Regions from separate parts of the Arachis hypogaea genome. Here region 2 is linked to region 1. Evidence: chromatin contacts called from public Hi-C data. All regions are on one chromosome and are shown on one strand. Each heading gives the region's core, a stretch centred on a gene start, on an enhancer-like site or on the middle of the called end of the contact. The rest is flanking DNA. Distances are from core to core; before and after follow the strand shown. Region 1 holds the start of LOC112696058 (1-acyl-sn-glycerol-3-phosphate acyltransferase 2). Region 2 has its middle 10 kb from the start of LOC112696061.

Evidence for each region. Hi-C and Micro-C count contacts between places; a contact is called where the count stands out from the background.
Region 2: a Hi-C map of leaf shows a contact between it and region 1, with 4 times the contacts expected there. The contact joins the enhancer-like site here to the promoter of LOC112696058 in region 1. A contact is called at or near these places in 4 of 8 Hi-C or Micro-C datasets (leaf and an unstated tissue).

Annotation. Positions count from the first base shown.
Region 1 is chr6:12,166,056-12,172,511 of arahy.Tifrunner.gnm2.J5K5, forward strand. LOC112696058 (1-acyl-sn-glycerol-3-phosphate acyltransferase 2) reads left to right here and starts at 3,899. Exons shown (of 11, transcript XM_025748643.3): 1 at 3,899-4,223; 2 at 5,290-5,412; 3 at 6,098-6,137; 4 at 6,271-6,344. The coding sequence starts at 4,143.
Region 2 is chr6:12,234,967-12,241,457 of arahy.Tifrunner.gnm2.J5K5, forward strand. No RefSeq gene overlaps it. Among protein-coding and RNA genes, the nearest start is that of LOC112696061, 10 kb to the right of the region's middle. Within about 2 kb of position 4,410, at least 2 of the 3 cell types and tissues checked have open chromatin away from gene starts, as enhancers often do.

The DNA of each region.
Region 1 (6,456 bases), core at 2,649-5,148:
TTGTCTCACAGAAAAAATACCAAAAGCCAAAAAATAATTTTTTTTTAAATTTCGTTATCCTTCGAAAAAATTGTCAAAAATAGAATTAGATATTATTTTTTTTTTAAATGGCCACTCCATGTAACTTCTTTTTAATTTTTGTCTAATTAAAACTCCACATCCAAAGAAGTTATTTTTCGGCACTAAAATTTTATTTTTACCATTATTAGAATTAAAGTTAAAAGATTACTGTACTTACTTTTTTAACGTAATCTTCCTTAACATTATGCTGACTTTGACGCATAATCAGCTATGCCAAATGTTATTACACTACTCGACAATTAACTTATGGCCATCGCTAATCACATCTACGCAAGCCACCAAAAAATGCATATATATATATATATATATATATATATATAGGTAAATTCTAGCCTACCCTTTTTATAATAACATGTAATTTACCCTCTGTGACATGTCATCTTTTAATTGGTTGCTATGTTAACTATAGTTAAACTATTGGTAATTAAATTATAGCCCAAAGTGGGTGATTATATAATTTACTAAAATATTAAAAATTCAGTCTTTCATTTTTCTCCCAAATCATCCTCCCACACAATGATGCCAGAGGATAGACTTCTGTGTTCAATCATCTCTTGAGGTAACTTGTCAACATTAGTTTCATGAGGAATGGAGATAACAGATGAACCTTCATGTTTTTCAATTCGAAAAACTTCATAAGGTGCAACCTGTTGAGAAAATAAATAAATAATAATTTGCTAGCTTACTCATTAAACTAAAGCATATGAATACAGATAATTATAGGACATACCTTCGTTGTGAATGGAGATGATTGATAAAAATATAACTTTACTTTTTAATGTTTATAGAAATTATATATTTATCCCTCTTATAAAAATATTTAATTACAAAATTATCCTACTTTAGTTAACATATTAACTCTTATTGAGTTAAATTAACTCAAACTAAAACTAAGCATCCAATTAAAACATACCACGTCACGAAAAGTAATTTACATGTTGAAATAGAAAGGATTGAGTAGAATTCACCATATATATATATATATATATATATATATATACTTACTTGTTATGTAATATCACTAGTATGGGCTTCTAGTTCATATTTAAGTAAGTGTATTTAAGTGTTAGAACAGAAAATAGAGACGGACAAAAAACTTTTAGAATAGCAAAGATATAAATAGTAAATTTAAGTAAGTGAGAGACAAAAGAAACAAACTTAAAAACATAAATTTAATGAAATTTTCTCGCATCAAAATGTCATTCTGTCTATATAATTTCTTGGTTCTCTTCTTAAGTTCTTATGCTACTCTGCCTATTAATTATTTTAATAAAAGATGTTATTTTAATTTTTTTTAATGATATATTTTACTAATTTTTTATATCTTTTATCTTGTCTATTTTAATAAAAAAATGTAATAAAGACATGGCACCAATGTGACCAAAAAACTAAACCATATTAGATTTATCAGTCACTTATTTATTGCATAATGTTCGTGGACAACTTCAATTTTGGGGATTTTTTATTTATATAAATAAATTAATATAATAATTATCGATTTTCATAATTTGTAGCATTTTTTTGAAAATGAATAATATGTCACATTTCATTTACAGAATAAACGAATTGACATTAGACGTATTTCGTTTATACATTAAACGAGATAAGGTTATAAATGGATGGTCCTATGATGTGTGTTCACGTGTTCTGCAACGTTCTTATTTCTTTTACAGTGTAAATGAAATACGTCTAATGTCAATTCGTTTACTCTATAAACGAAATAGGCTCAATGACATTTATTTAAGGGATTTCCTTCACACACCCATTGAAGAAGTCAAAAGTTACTATTTACTTTATCTTTTTATCCATTTTATCCTTGTTTGACCAAACTGACGGCTTAGTTAAACATTATGGCAGACGATGTGAACATTAACAGGCTGAATATCACGTGACATGTTATGCATTTTCGTAAAAACGCTATAAATTACGGAAATCAGTAATTATTATATTTAATTTCTTTATATAAATAAAAAATCCATTGTTTGGTCGTGGGTTTTTATGTGTTACTAGGTTGTTGGGCACTCGGTCCTATATAATTTGGGCCTATTTTCATTTAGGATGGTTAAGGATAGTGGGCTCTTGACCCAATTAAGAAATCAGACATATGGGACCACCACTATTGTTTTGTTTTCTACTTTCAAGTTCTAGACTATAGTGACTAGTGGTAACTGGTAAATATGAAAATGGAGGGATAACATGAACATCAGAACATGCCTAATTGTCTATGGAGGTTCCATCCATTAATGAGAATATGAAAATGGTGGTTGGAGGTTGGCATTTACTTCGTTGCTATGTTTGGTTGACTCACACACTCACATACTTACTTAGTTTCCGAATGTCACCCCACAACTACAAACAAAGCTTAAAAAGCTTCGAAAATTATACTAGTTAGCTTACCTACCAAATTAAATAATAGAAGCTAACTTCTTCATAACCATTTTACCTAAGCTTAAGTTAATTCTCCTTTATGTAAGAATGAATGAGTACATAGAACTTTAACATGCCTACCAAACTATAATTTTTTCAAAAAAAAAAACTATATGATCATTAATAATCAATTATTAAAGTCGTGTCTAATTCTGAGAATAAATTAAAACAAATTATAAAAGTCTAATTTTTTTTTTATGTTGATGGGTCTGATGGATTTATTAGTTAGAGGCATAACATTATTTCATGGAAGAAAAGACAAGAGGAACTTAAATTTTGAGGGAACTAAGACGTTTACATCAACATCTGAATGGATAAAGGGGTATCTGAAGGAATGGTTAATGATAATGAGTGGACATTACAAGGCACACGTTAAAATTTAATGAATAAGATGGGAAGGGAGCAATAATGCACAGATCTGAATTGGGCGGTGATTTTAATTGATTAAACATAAATAAATAATTGAGTATTATTTTGTATTTTTTTTATAAGCGATCCTATAGTACTAAGAACACATTATTATTCTTATTATTATTGTATAGGTCGTGTTAAATTGTTAATTAGTACTTTTAAAATACTTAATAAGACATTTAATATAAAATTGTTTGTTAAAAATTTAAAAATCGGAAAATTCAATTCCTTGATAATGTTTTATTCACTTTTTATTATAAAATAATTTATTTATTATTAATAAGGTTAATGAGTGTGCTATAAACAATTCTTTGCTAAATCTGTACTATTTTAGAGTATAATGCAAATTTAACATGTAATATAATAATGCAGTAAAAGATAAGAACATCATGAACATGCATTAAATTAGAAATTTTTCTATTTATACACTTTTATTTTATTAATTAAGAAAATCTAATATAAATTAAAAATTATATTTTTATATTTATATACAAATAATGTTATTCAAATTTAAGTTTTGTACAGAGATTAATTATACATTATTATATTAGTAAAATTAATTAATTTTTAAATCTATTATCTAACACATCACCTAAACTTATAAATCTAATTAGATAACCTACAAAATCCTTTACTGAACCAAAACTAAAATTTATGATATTATCCATTAAAAATTCATTATTTTAGAGTAGCACTTCACCCATAATAGTTTATACTAATATTTATAAAGATTTGCATATAAGATTCATGGCACGTGAAGTTGATAATTTTACTGATTTGACTAAATTTTTATTCAATAATTTTTAATTTTTAACTTCAAATGAAGTTAATTGCATCTGAATTTTCACCGATATATATATAAATCAATACAATTCGCATTATATATATATACCAAAATTTATGAGGATAAATTAATAAAATTTATTTATTAAAAATAAATTGTTATTTGTAGTGATTAATTGGTTACCAAAATTGTTAAAAAAAAAAAGAATAAGTTGTTGTAATATATGGCGAAAACAGAGACCCAACCCTACCACGCAACACTCATTTCCTTCCCAATTTCCATTCGAATTCCAACTTGTCATTCTTTCCAATTTCCAAAACAGTCGCCAACAGATTCTTCGATTGGATTAAACTAAGATTCCAATTACTGTTAATTAAGTCGTTCTTAGTTCTTACTCACATCGAATCGAAAAAGTAAGTTGGGTTCAGGTGTGGCTTGAATGGGTATTGCAGCTGCTGCTGTGGTTGTGCCATTTGGCCTCCTCTTCTTCACTTCAGGCCTCGCTGTTAATCTCATTCAGGTTTTTCTTCTTCGTCTTCTTACTTCCTACTTACTCTTTGATTTCTTAGTTAATGGAGTTCACGTCGTAATCATTTGCTGCATCTCCATGCAAATCTCGTTCTTTTTTTCTATTAATATGATAAGACTAGTAGTGCTATAGTTTAAACTAGGGGAGTTTAGGGTTTAAGCTTTGTATCATGGATTCATAGTCTAGGCACATTGCTACTACTGATTTGTTACCATTTCTATTTTAGTTCAAGTGCCATAGACAAACATTGTCTTTAGATGAAAAGGGAAACAATGATAGAGTTGCTGCTGTTATGATTGACCAATGATAGAGTTTCCTGGAAAGTTGAATTTTCTGTGGGAAGTTCATTCAGAAAGAAAAGATGAGAGCGAGAGCGCGCAAGAAAATTTCATCTGATACCATATTGTGAAGGAGAGGTTCTGTGAGAAAATGGGAATCAATCTTCATTAATTAATTTCAACTCACTAATGGTACATATATATCAGCCGGTTTGAGTGCAAAGGGAGCAGGGAAAAATGAAACCAGACTTCTAACTAACTGCCTATATTATCTTATTAACTTCTAATCAGTTTTTCTAACTAATTAATTTTCTCATGAGGCATAATAGAAAGGAAGGAATGTAAACTTGAAAAGTTTATTTTGGACATGAATGAATTTGGCGCATATGCTTTCAGCATGTGGAAGCTGGTTGATCCTTTGTTGTATTAACTCTGTTTGAAAGCAGGAGTGGTATACTGGAATAATTTGTTTATACTGAGGAATATTTACTGCACAAAATTAGGTTTTCAAAAATGCTATTCGTACACCAAAATTAGCCACTAAAATCAGCCACCAATATATTTGTGTATAAATACATGTGTGGTTTAATTTATTTTCAATGTGTATTTGTATTCCAACATGTATTTTATATTGGTGGTTGATTTTAGTGCACACGTAGCATAGTCATTAAGTTTTATATATCCATCTTTTCTTTCAGTAAAACAATAATATGAAGCCAAAACAGAAAGGATCTTGAATCAATTCAATTAATTTTTCCCTTCTTGATATCTTGTCTCAGGCAGTATCTTATGTTCTTGTACGGCCTCTGTCAAAGAATCTGCACAGGCGGATCAACCGTGTAGTTGCAGAATTGTTGTGGCTGGAACTTGTATGGCTTATTGATTGGTGGGCTGGTGTTAAGGTAAACCAGTACCATGTCCTCTGCAATATTTTTCTATGCACAGTAACTGTCTACTAATTTAGTTGATTGTTTACCAGAACAAAGCATTGTTTTGCACTTTCCTTGCAACATTCTAAAAGACTATTGTATTAATAGGGTCTAATTCACCCTTTTGTTTATTAAATATGTATAATATTAACAAATGTGAAATTAGTCAAGATGTTAAATATCTTGTATTATAATTAGGAAGCTTTGAGTTCAATCCCCATTATACACAGTAGAAGTAGATATTGGCTTGGGTCTCTATATTATGTTTAAAATGAATTTCTTTGTATATGTAACATTAACCTTTTGGCCTGATCATCTCTACCGTCTCCTTAGGAGGTGCATTTTTTTCATTTTTCATGAGTTAATTCATGTTGTGCACAAATATGCTTTGTAGGGAAAGATTTCAGCCATATTGTGTAATTAGGCACAGATGTTCCAGCCAAGGTTGTTTCATTGGGAAATAAACATGCTTCCATTGGTTCTAATACTAAAATTGAATCAAATGTCAAAACTAATATATCTTAGGTTGTTCGATAGTTTCAAGAAACATTATAAATGGAAGAAAACCGGTAATTTGAAAGCCACATTTCTTTTGGTTAAGTTTATTCTGTTGCATTCAGAATGATTAAAGCTTTCTTCTGTAACATTTTCCCTTCAGGTTGAAGTATTCACAGATCATGAAACGTTCCAATTGATGGGCAAGTATTTTGTTACCCTGTGTATTTGGCCTTTTTGTATCACGGATGTATGCTTGCATACCAGAAAGGGGTTGGGGAAGTTTATTGTGAAATTTGTGTATCAATAATATGATTCTTATTTTGAAATTTCCAGGTAAAGAGCATGCCCTTGTCATATGCAATCACAGAAGCGATATTGATTGGCTTGTTGGATGGGTTTTAGCTCAGGTGATTGTCTTATTTGTATGACCTTTCCACATCTTCAGCACAAGCAAGTTAAAACAAACGCAGTGTGTTAAAAAAAATAGCTTATTTCATTTTAGAAGTGTGAATTATTTGA
Region 2 (6,491 bases), core at 3,160-5,659, 69 kb after region 1:
CTGAATTTTCCTTATTAACATTTTGAGCAGCAAAACCCATACCAATGACCTAACTTGTTCATGTTATTCCTCACTTGCTCAGTGTTGTGTCGGGTGATACTTCTTATTGTGAATAATTCTCCACATTCAAATCTAAAATCTATCACTTGGACTTTCAGGGTAGACTAGGTAGTAGTTCTTCCACTTCTAGATATATCGTCCTAAATTCCTAATTGATTTAATGAAATTAAAGTCATATTTTCACATTTCAGATTCTATTAATTATTTTTCTTTCTTTTGTTTGAGTTCTTTAGTTTTGTACCTTGCATTAAATTTAACCTAGAAAAGACAAGACAAGACACCTCCCCAATAATGCCCACCCTCTCCTAACCAATGCATCATGTTTATAGATAATATTAAATACAATAAATATATAATTATATATATGTTATAACTAGACGGCACCAAATTAAATTAAATTAAATTTATTTTAGATTATTGTCTCAATTAGTTACCAAATTAATTATATATTCGTATAAAATTTATATTAAAATATAAAATTTATATTAAAAATACATAAAATAATATATAAAATAATTAATTTAATAGTTCGTTTTTTATTAGAAAGGAATCACAGAATTTTTAAAAATTTAGAAATTAGTATTTTAAAAGTTATCAACAAGTTGATTAAAAGTTACAAAAAATGAATTGATCTTGATTTTTAGTTGTTAATGATAACGCGAAAGATGACTTTAAATTAATTTGTATTTGTTTGACTAATAACTCTATATATTCTATTTACTTTAATTGTTTCACCTTACTGTATTGACATTTTTATTTAAAAAAAAAAGGAAAAATTGAGATGCAGTCGACTTCACGTGAAGTTGATCAATAACTAAGAGCTGTTAGATGATTTGACTGATTTGACTAAATTTTCATCTAACGACTCTCGATATCAACTTCACTTGAAGTCGACTCCACTTGAGTTTCACCTAAAAAAATACAAGTACAAGTACAACCTTAACCGTAGTTTAAAAATTACGCAAGGATCTATTGTTGTGCTAAGAAGAGATTGGTGTGTGTTAGACACAATAAGAGATAAAAAACAAAGAAAGGTACAAGTTTTGCATCATTTATCTTCTTTAACCCTCTTTGAGTGGGATGAACTCACTTTTTTTATGTCTTTCTTTTTTTGCTTTCACTTCCTCTCTCCGCGACTCAAGGATGGTGTCCTTATTATTATCTCTCTCTCTCTTTCTTTCCCATACCCTATCAATAAATCTTACACCACCAATCAAATTAAAGCCTCTACTTTTCATCATTTTTCTCCCCTCCCTCCTTATATATGTGGGAAAATATATATATAAAAAAGTGAATTTAAGCACACAGCTTTATATGTTTTTAGAATATATTTTTATTACTCCTTTCTTTTTAACATAATTGTTGTTTTTTTTTTGGAATTCATTAAAAAAATTAATATATCTAGACAATAAGGAGTATGAGATTTAGAAAATAAAGATGAATAACTATTTATTTATATTTGGCGATGTATAAAATTATTCAAAATCTTAAAAGCAAGTAATTATAGATTTTCAATCTCCTAAAAGTGTCTCTGTCCTTACTCTTTATTATTACTAGAGAAAGAATAAACTATCCGGAGTTCGAATCTTATTTTACATATGCAAAATTATTTACTAATTAACAATAAACATTTAAATGAAATTTAATTTATGACGAATTAATTTTTAACATGTTAAAATAAGAGACACTGTGTGAAACTAAACAAATATTTTTAGAATATACATTAAATATATTCCATTATAAAATAAAAAATTAGTGTTCATCGATATTAAATATAATTTGAATCCCATCCCTGACATTAACTGAATTCCAGTGGGGATGTCTAGGGAATTTATGTGACAAATTCATAAATGCAGATTTAGGAAATTGGGGGAGGAGGTGTTTGCCTAAATTGGCTTGGCATTGGGAAATTGTTGTGTGATCATGCAATTGCACTTGGATTCTTTTGCAACAATTATTCATGGATCTTATTTTTCATTTTTTTTCACTATTAATTAATTAATTAATTAAATTTCACATTGTACAAAGGCACATGGGACTGTGGCCTAAAACCAATAACCTCTGCATGTGAGCCCCGTGTGTCACATGTCTCATGGTATTTTTTTTGGGACTTTAAAGTCATTGGGAACATTTTCTTTTTTTGATAAAAATTTTCTTTCCAAGTCTTAATTACTGTATATAAACAGTGTAAAAGAATTCTATAATTTTACTATGTAATAAGAATTTTCTATACTATAATTTAGGTTAAATTATCTGATCATGTACAATTCTACTATACTATATATTCAATTGGATTTTATTTGTTTGAAAATATTTTTGTTAATATAATAACATATATATAATTGGATATCTGAAAGTAAATAGAAATTAAATTGATGTTTTCAATGAGAAAGATTTCTGCTAATTCTGAGAGATTGAGGTTATTCATTTGTTTGTGATAGAAAACATTGTGTCCCTACTTTGATGTGGTTTCTGATGCTTGCATTGTGCTGCCGTTATCTAATATGATCTGAAATTCTGAACAGCCATTTGAATTTGTATTTCTGTGCAGACTTTCAAAGGCTGTAGAACAATATATAGATACAGAGATTGCAGTTTCATGTGCTTTTCTGGGCTCTATATGTTATTCACTACACTGCCTATACATATATATATACACCTACATTCTAATTTTGTAAAGAGTATACACTATGTATATTATAAATATTTTGAGTTTGGTACATAGTAGTCTATGTTATAAATTTTGGCAATATTATTAGCACTGCAAGCTTCATGTTGTATAAAAAATAAATTTTTTTTACGATATCTCTAACTCTGCATGTCAAAGATTAATTCGTCGAGGATTAAAATTTCATTTAAGGGTTTATTACTGGCTAATAAATTGTTGCGTGCACAAAGCGAAATTCGAATTTTCGATATTTGTTTAAGCATACAAGTGAACCGACTACTCGACCAACTCGGAAGTGAGTTAACCACTAGACTAATTAAAATTGAATTTTTTATTTTTATTTTTCACGATATCCTCTAACTTGATAGACTAAGGACTAATTCATCGGTTCTTGAATTTTAGTGAATAAGTTATTATTTGTACCATGAAAGATATTGATACTGACAAATATACCCATATAAGAATAAAACGACAATTGTAACCACGTTCCGTGTGTCAAGAGTATCCTAACGGATCAATTGCATAACCCAAGTTCGAGTACTCTTGGCACACGGAGGCCATCTTTGATGATTACAATTGTCGTTTTATTCTTACATTAGTATATTTGTCAGTATTTATATCTTTCATGAGTATAAAACTATAAATGGTAATTTATTCGATTTTAGTAGTGAATTAAATATCCTTTTATCAACATCATCAGCCCTTAGTAGGCCCAATATTATATTATAAGGGCTCAGTCCATTTTGAAAAGTAGGGCCACAGTAGAGCCCATTTTAGACAGTCCAACTCATATACTAAATATTATATAATTAGGTGATTTAACATGATTTTCTTTCCAGTAAAAGGAAAAAAAAAAAAAGATTTTTATGAATGATTGTTCTTGTTAACTCAATCTGCATATATTAGTTATTTTGACTGAAATTATATATACATTATGTTTAATCCTATTCCATGATAGTCCTAATCGTATGTTATTTTACTGTTGTTTATTTGATAAACTATTATTTGAAAGAAACCATGAACAATCCCCTTTGCTGAATTGGACTACAATATAGTCACACTACTGAAGGATTTAATAAATCATTAAAAAGAAACAGAATCATTCTAGTGCAAATTATATACCTGTGCCTCTTATCATACAGCTAATCATTTATAATACAGAAAAAAAAACATAGAAGAACATACAGGATATAATATAGACAACCAAATCTGATAAATCATAAATGTATCAAGTGACTGATTTTACAAATTCAATCTATTGGAATCACACAAAAATAACTCAACCGTTATTCTAAAGTAAAAACAAAAATAAAAAGAAAAAATATGTTATTATCCCAAGCAATCATGTGGCAAACTTCAACAATGATTCAAATAGTTACATGCTTTTAGATCATACTTAATGCGTATTTGAAGAACATTTGTGGCCACTCATCATTTTTATTTATTATACTCTTAAAAATTCTATAAAAAAATAACAATAAGTAATAATAAATGTTCTTAATACATAATACGCATTAAATATGTTCAAAAGACATGCAAGTATTTCTTCTATGATTTTTTTTTTTGCCAGTTTCATGGCATCATATTAATGCAAAAAGGGAAGCCAACAAAGAAAAGCCCAATGCAAGCCCAGAGAGAGGCAAAGAAAGCCCAGATCCAGCCTGCAATTGAGATGTAGGTGCAATCTCTGAATCTTGTGCCACAGATTTGGTCACACAAAACAAGGCCACAATCATCACTGCCATGAGAAATTGAGCTCCAAAGAAACCATATTTTGTTGCCATTATTTTTTCCTTACACAAAAAAAAATATTTGTTACTAAAACAAAGTTATGAAGAAAGAACCTGGAAAAATTAAGATTGTATTGGTGATGTTGGAATTGAATTGTCCAATGATAAAGTCAAGAGTTGGAAGTTTATATAGAAATTTTTGGAGGAGGGGTGTGTTAGAAGGTCATTCATGTCAAGCTGGTAAGTGGTACATTTTATTAGCATTAATCAAATTCATAATGTTACTATCCCTTTTGGATCAAGGATTTTGAGACCCTACTACAGACCAATCAAATCTTATTAGCATGCTATTAATTTCTTAAAAAGAATTGTTTTATCTATTATTAAGATATAAATCACATTAAGTTGACCAAAGGAGAATATTTGTATGATTCTGAAACTTTAATTAATCTACATGTATACTTAAAAAGCTTTTATAATTATAAAGTTTTTTCCTTTTTTTAGCATATATTAAATATATTTTAAAAACATGTAAGATTGAGGATGGTGAGAAATCAATTTCAAGCATGATTGACATAGCAACGGTGCTTAGTCTTTGAGAAAAGGCTAAGTCTATTATGATGCAAATGTGATGTCTTTGTTGCTTGCTAAAGAGATGATGGGATAATAGAATGATGGTCAAATGTCATTCATGCACAACCAAGGATTATTTTGTATTTTCTTGACTACTATTCTATTAAGCTGCATTTAGAAGGAAGATTGAGACTGGGAGAGTGAGAGATAAAAGACTAAAATAAGTTTTTATATTGTATTTGGTATAAAATATATTGAACTGAGTTATGTCTTACTATTATGTTTAGTTTAAGATAAATATGGAGATTGAGGGGTAGATTTGAAATTTGAAAAGTTAAATGACAGTATATTTTAAAAAAAATATTATTAAAATTTTAGTCTTTATTTTCAAAAATTTCAATCTCCTATGTCCTTATTTTCCAGAGGTTCTAAAAGAACTGAAATTTTGTATTCGAAAACTGAAATTTTAGTTTCAATCTCTAACTACCAAATACAATACTGAGTCCCAATCTCTAGTTTTAGTTTCTAAAAACAAACCTACCTGATAGATGTAACAAGAAATATTTAAAGAATAAAAATAAAAAAAGAAAAAGACAGAATTAAGTATTTTGAATGATGATTGAACTATGTATGTCAAAAATCAGAATCAATGATAAAGGTAGGTAAAAAAAAAAAGTGTGGTGACCAGTAAATTTTAAGTGCTTTTATTGAAGGGAATTTGTATTGAAAATTGCATGAACCAAAAAGAGTAATCAAATAGAGACATCATTTTGATGTTGAAGTGTATTTTGTTTTCTTTCTTAATTCATAATATTATGAGGATGTTGAAGTTATATTATGTGTATCCCGATTAAAGCAGATGCATTCTGCAATTTGTTTACAAAAAGAAAGTTGGTGTTTTTTTTTTTCCATTAATCCGATTTAACATGAATATAAATATTATAAAACAACTTTAATGTGAGTTTTGGTGAATATAATATCTGATATCTCAACTTTATTCTCAAATAAACTAACTCTTCAAGCTTTCAATATATAACTAATACCCAACACCTAAAGCTTTTATTTTTCCACACTAGAGGCACTTTTTTTTTTTTTTCAGAAACAAAAGAAAGGTGGTTAATTGTTCGTTGTTTTGATTGAATTTGAACTGATTTTGAAGCTAAATTTATGTTACTAAACATCCATCCATATGTAATAAGCAAAAATAGTAGGAATGGAAAGTAAGGGTGAAATAGTCAAAATACACTTATCAACAGTAAGAAACATTAAACCAGTTACTTCATCAACAAGTTATCGCCGCAAATCCGCGAAAAATCTCACATGCACCGTCCACGTCCTTGAGTTTGGCATGGGCTTCTATACCTTGACAGAGATTCCTGCTCGGGCTCCCGGACCGAGCAGCGAGGCCTTGGACACCTTTCCCCCTTGTTGGCTCCATGGTTGGTGCCTCTCTGTTGTCT